2 separate regions of the Sus scrofa genome follow, and region 1 is linked to region 2. A link is a contact called in public HiChIP or PLAC-seq data. All regions are on one chromosome and are shown on one strand. The core of a region is the stretch at or near the end of the contact, and the rest is flanking DNA. Distances in the headings are between cores, read along the strand shown.

Region 1 (3,212 bases), core at 120-2,619, 130 kb after region 2:
TCCCCGCGCTGTGGAGGAGGCTGCCTCTTCCCAGAAGTGAGAGGCAACATCTGACGGGCCGGCAGAGCCAGCAGGGGGCTCGAGGGCCAGCAGGCAGTGCCAGAGAGGAGGATGTGGAGCCACCGGGGGAGGAGGGAGGGGCACAGCCTGCCCCGGGCCAGAGGGCCGCGAGCCCACGGAGCAGAGCCTCTGGCCGCGGCCTCTGCTCAGGGGTGGGCAGAGTCCGCCCTCGAGCCCCGCGAGGACATGCTCGCCCACAACTTCCACTCGGGGTGCAGTGAGGCCACGGGCCCCGAGAGCACTTGGGGAGGGCTGGGCGGCCCACCTAGGGGAGGCCTCAGGGAGGCCCCCGTGTGGGCCCCCGCCCCAGTGTCCCAGAACCGGACTGGGGCTGCTATCAAGCGGGAAGGGGAAGGGCCCCAGGAGCCACAGGGGGACTCACCCAAGCAAGCTGCCGATTACCTGCGGCGTGACACCCAGAGGAATCTGGGTGTCGGGGGGTCCTCTCGGTGGGTCTTCTCGGGCCAAAGAGATCAAGGGAGGGGGGATGAGGACGACTGAGGGGAGAAGGGCCTTGGCCTCAGTGGGCGCTGCCAGATCCCACAGACAGTGTCAGCCAGCACCTGAGGGGCTACTTGAATCCACGTGGCTTGGGAAGAGCTCCGGCCACCCTCTACCAGGGGAGCCCTGGCCCGATGGGCGGGTTGAGATTGTGTCCTTTGAGGTCCCTTCAAGGTCGCCAGAAAAGGCTGTGCAGGAAAAAAAAAAATTGGGTGCTAGAGGACGGTCCTGTCCCAGGTCTGGCCTGTGTCCCTGGGACACGCTGCCAAGTGACAGTCCTTGGCTTCACACTGGAAAGAAGTTGGGAGCACGCCATGGCGGAGTTCCCTTGGGGCACAGCAGGTTCAGGATCCGGTAGCGGCTCAGGTCCCTGCTGTGGCCGGTGTTTAATCCCTGACCCCGGAACTTCTCTACACGCAGGCACAGCCAAAAAAAAAGAGCAAGTGAAGTGAAAGTAGCTTCTTTAGACAGAGCTTGGGCCATCCCAGAGGCGAGAGGCAGCCCCAGGGCACGGGGTCTCTGGGAAAAGGAGAGCAGCCCTGGGGGGGGATGGTTTTTATGGGCGGGGTAATTTCACAGGCGAAGAGTAGGAGGAACAGCCTGTCCTGGAGGGGGTGGGATGTCCGGGAATCAGGACCCCGCCCCCCTCTGACATTTTAGGGCGGCCTGGGAACTGGCGTGGCACCTGTGGGCATGTCGCTTCCATGCGAACGTATCGCAGAGAGTGGATTATGAGCCTCAGGGTCCACTGGGAGGCGAGCCTCCCGCCGTCCTGGCCTAGGGAGCTCTGCCCCGCTTGCGTCGTGCCCCGTTCTCACCGACTGCGCCCCGCCCTTCCTTCCTGTCTCAGACACACACACACGCCCCGTGCACGGCCCAGGCTCTTCACGGCACGGATTATTGCCCTTCTTCGTGCCCAGCTCCACGGAAACCTGCTGTCGTTCTCCACTGAGCCTGGCAACAGCGCTTCAGGACGAAGGAAGGGCACCAAATCTCAACGTCCCCGCGCAGAGCAGCTACTTACCGCTCAGCGAAGGGCACCATTCGGTGGCATCTCCAGGGTGCATCGGAGCAAACAAATGTTTGTGTCCGGATACCCTGAGAAAACGACGGCAAGCGACGGAAAGCACGCCTGCCCAGCACACACGTCATTAAACACACTGTGGCAGCTGAGCTGTCACCTGAACACGTGCACGCATGCCAACGTTACGACGAGGGAAGCAGATCCTAGGAATCCGCGCAGGGGCCCTGCCTTCCTCGACGGCCTTCTTCAATCACTACAGGAAAACGCGCCGCCAGCTGAGCTGCAGGAGACAAATGACCCTCGCACTTCATTTCAGCATATTCTAAAGACGCAATGTACCACTCAGCAATATCCTTTCTTTTCATGTAGTCACCACAACACAAACGTGCCTCTTTGTCATCTCTAACTACATCTGCACGCAAGACACGCTCGAACGGGGAAAACGGAACTTCTGGAGACTCGAAACCCATTTTTCAAATTGGAAAGAAAGGGGCAAAGAAAGGGAAAGGAGAGAATAAAACTACATTTTGTTCACGTGCAAAACACGTAACTGAAAGCTGCCTTCCCGCCCTCACCCCAGCGTGGGAGCTGACGGCCGTGCCTTGTCCCCCAGGGGTTTCGAAATTACGATTTAAGTGACTTGACTGTGCGGTGCAACCAAATCCTCCTTGATCCAAATGGGGTGCCGTTGCCTCCAACACTTAAGAAAACGCCAGTATTCCCGCCACGGTGGACGCGAGGGTCTCTCACCCGTGGCAGTGGTTCATGACAAATCGCCGTGGGGCCAGCACCCTGAAGTGGCCTCCAGCGCGCGCCCCTCCGAAGCCGCCACCGGGGCCATCAACACACACACACGACGCCCTGCGGCTGGCAGCTCCCGAGCGGCTCAGGCCTCCCCCCCGCGGGCAGAGTGACAGTGGCACGAGGCTCACACAGCCCCACGGGCGCCAGGCTCCCATCTCACCCGAGGTCCCCCGGATCTCTGTACTCACCGCCCAGAATCACACCAACAGTAGCTGGTTTCCCAAGCTAGGAGGGCACGCACCCACGTAACAGATTAAAATTAGGCACCCTAATTATTAAACTGTCACTGCAAAAGCCGGGAATACCATTTTTTCAGAAAATGAATAGGAGAATTAATGGATTTCTTTATTTGCTTGCATTTGTGATACTCAGCCTGTCTTTTATTATCAAGACAGTCATAAAAAAAATGCTTCAGCCACATATGCAAATTAAATCATTAGTATTTTTCCCAATTACAGGAACTGCTTATTTGTACTGCTGATCTATTCTCCCAATTTTGTCCCCTTAATATTAATGACGTTGGCAGTGCTTTAATAAAGCCCGCTCTGAGGCCCTACAAGAGAAATGATTTCCATCACACACCTCTCTGATCCTACAGCTGCAGGACCACCCGGGAGAGACCCAGATCCGGCGCCCAGGGACTGGAGACACCCTGGAGCCACGGGACTCTCATCCCTGTGGGCCCAGCAGGAGTTTAAGCAGAGGGCCACGGGCAGGGCCTCTCCAGACTCCTCCCCGAGCCCCCCACGGCGGGAAACCAAGCCCAGAGCTCCCCTCGGCAGGGCGGTCCAGACCCCGAGGGGAGCCAGCCCAGCCCTGGCGG
Region 2 (2,943 bases), core at 406-2,905:
GACTCAGAAAACACAATCCGTAGACTCGCTAAAGCTTGCAACGTGGAAAAGTTTACGTGGGCTTTTAGGGGCAGGGCAGAAATGTGGAGACGACCGTTGAAAGAGGGTTTCAGGAGCCAGTCTGCAGCATTACAAAAACCCACACCAACCCTTTCGTTACAGAAAGCTTCAAAGACACCCCAAATCAGAGAGGGGCACCGCGAATGCCCGGGTACCCAGCTTTAACAACGACCCACATTTTGCTTCCTCGATTAACCGCCGTTGTTTCGGCAACTGCATGGAATAAAGTATTTTAACGTCAAACGGGTAAAAGACGGGTAGCAATGAGTCGTTTTTTAAAGAAACAGAGTTTTCTCACGAATACCACGAAGTAAAACATGCATATGGTTCCAGGGTCGTTGCAACGATAGCAGCCAGCAGTGCCAAGCACCCCGCAAGCAGGTTCGCCTCCAGCTGCGTCTGGGGTGGCCCGAGCGAAGGGTCTGGGACAATTCCACGCAGCAGACTCACTCTTTCCACCCAGTCAGGACGGCGCCCACGGCACGATAAGCTCGACAAGCTCCCTGCAGCCCGACTCTTCCTTGCTGGAGAGCCCATCAGCCTGGCTTGACCCTCTCCTGAGGCTGTTTTTCAAAGGTCCTCTGAACTGATGAGCCGAAGCGACTGACTTCCGAGAACCTGGAAGAGACAGAGCTCTCCTCTACAGAGGCTGCGATGGCTTTGTCTCCGGAAGAATACACCATGTCCACAAGGCAGAAAGCGCTCCTAATCTGAGGCTACAGAAAACCAGGTGGCTTAGATGCCCACGTGGCACTACAAGGGCAGCCCTCGGTCCCAGGACCCCGCCTGTCCTGGGCGGCTCTGGAGGACGCCACCCGGCCACACGGAATCCTGGTTCAGAAACATATCCACCATCGCACTGCAGTTTCCTGGCCTTCCTGAAGCCCGAGTCACTACTATTCCATGTTATTTCAATGCAATCTGGGCGAGCACAGCCTCCTGCACTCCTGTGCTGTGACGTCACGAAGAAGAAAAAGGGTTCGATCCCTCCCCCATTTCCTAAGGTCCCCCGGATGCGCTCTAGAAAATCCTTTGAAAGTTTCTAAATCCTTCCGTGTCCCCCCAAGAAGGGAAACTGTCTTTTGGAAATATTTGCAAGAGCTGTAAATAAAAACCTGGCGTGCCGTTGGGAACTTGGCTTTCGACCGCTGCACTGATGTGCTTCCGGGAAACGAGACATGGAACCAGGCCTGCCTGGTGCAAAAAACGGGGACAGGTGCTCTGAGCTCTCACAGAGAAGGGCAGCCACCAAGGACAAACGTGCCCCCCGGGAAAAGCGCAGACAGGGCGACCCCTCTGAGATGCTGCCTGAACTTTATAAACAGGTGTTCCCAGACAGGACCGCCAAGGTCGCACAATTACAGTGCAATGGCAATAAAACAGCAATGATAACAAAACCCAGTGTTTTGTCGCCGGGCACTTGTTGCAAGAGCCTTCCTTCTATCGTCATGTTTAGTCCCCACGGCCCCCTGCTGTGACCCCAGTGGTCACAGCCCTAGGACAGGACACTGGGGATGGGGAGGCCAGTGGGAGAGGTCTGGCTCTTGCCCAGGTCACTCGGGCGGCCACCGCTGACTCCTGGATTCAATCTGGCCACACCCCTGGAACACCTGCCCCCACCTCTGCCCCCGCCCACACCGTGGGCCAGGGCTCTGCTCACACCAGCATAAATCACGAGTCACTCTCCAAAAGCCATTTTGCTTGCGCTGAAGCCCGTGGGTGAAAACACTCTGTCTGAACACTGAAGACAGTCCCCGTGGTCTAGGAAGGCCACCCAGCTCCTGTGCAACTGTCCTCGGCCTCTCGCTTACCTAAGGTCACGTTTACATAACACGGGGAAGAAAGCATTTCAGAATTTCCTTCTCAGCAACCTGCAAACGTTTGGGTGCGTATTTCACCCAACAGCTGGCCTGCAGTAGGAACCAATATTACTTAAGAGCAACGGTTGAAACATTTAAAAATAGAAGCTGTTTCGTCCACTCGGAGGAAGAAGAGGAGCAGGCAGCAGAGGGCGGCCTAGGGCTGGGCTGCGTTTCTCAGGGTGACGGGCCTCCCTTGGCACAGGGCAGGGGCAGCGATGGAGGCCGCCCCTCTGGGCAGCCATGCCCCCCTCCCCCGCACCCCCCCGTGCTTTCTGGAAACCAGGGTGCTCTGGCTGGGGCTCAAAGGCCCATCAAGGACTGCAGCGTCCTTCCAGGGCGCGTGGGCCATGGTGGGGGGGAGCTGCAGAAGGCCGTCCAACGGGAGCTGGACACGTGGGACTTGAGCTTGTGTCGAGGGGAGCAAGGAGGTCCGGTTCAGACTTTAGGGTCCAGGAGGAACGCCGGGGATGCTGGTCAGTAATTCAACCACTTAAGGCACGTGGGAAAATGCCTCTGGCTCTCGAAGCCGGAGGTCCCCACCACGGAGGGCTGCAGGCTGGCGGGCCGGCAGGCTGGCCTGCTACTCGTTACTGTCCTACTGCCACTCTTCTGCCAGCAGCGGCAGGTGTGGGAGGCTGAGCGCTCCTGCTGGATGAAGGCCGGGAGCAGCCGCTTCTACGCGGCACACGCTCACCTCACGAGCACAGTGGGGGCTCCGGGTTGGGAACCCTCGGCACAGCAAGCAGGACTGGGTGGAAAACACGGCGGGTGCCCCAGCGCAGCCCGCTTCTCCTCCTCGGGCCCCGATTCCTCTCCGGGCTGGGCCTGGGGCTCCCATCCCCCCACGGTCCTCCCTGCTCCTTCTAGAGCAGGCGTTTGCTTCCACCAGGGCCCCGCCCCGGCCACGACCGGGGTCCTCACTGCCGAGCCCGCCCGCGCCCCCACCAAGCATTTCGCTCCCTGCGTTCCCAGCCGTCCGCTGCTCCCCCACTGTAACATGCGCCCCACAAACACGGGGATC

The links. HiChIP or PLAC-seq counts read pairs in DNA pulled down with a chosen protein or histone mark.
Region 1: a contact with region 2 is called in an H3K27ac HiChIP or PLAC-seq map of alveolar macrophages. The contact joins two enhancer-like sites.

Annotation. Positions count from the first base shown.
Region 1 is chr15:138,639,057-138,642,268 of Sscrofa11.1, forward strand. All of the region lies in intron 1 of HDAC4 (histone deacetylase 4), which reads right to left. Among named protein-coding and RNA genes, the nearest start is that of HDAC4, 17 kb to the right of the region's middle. Within about 2 kb of position 1,370, at least 19 of the 83 cell types and tissues checked have an H3K27ac peak or open chromatin away from gene starts, as enhancers often do. A contact at or near this core is called in alveolar macrophages, where this site is marked.
Region 2 is chr15:138,507,461-138,510,403 of Sscrofa11.1, forward strand. All of the region lies in intron 3 of HDAC4 (histone deacetylase 4), which reads right to left. Among named protein-coding and RNA genes, the nearest start is that of HDAC4, 150 kb to the right of the region's middle. Within about 2 kb of position 1,656, at least 14 of the 83 cell types and tissues checked have an H3K27ac peak or open chromatin away from gene starts, as enhancers often do. A contact at or near this core is called in alveolar macrophages, where this site is marked.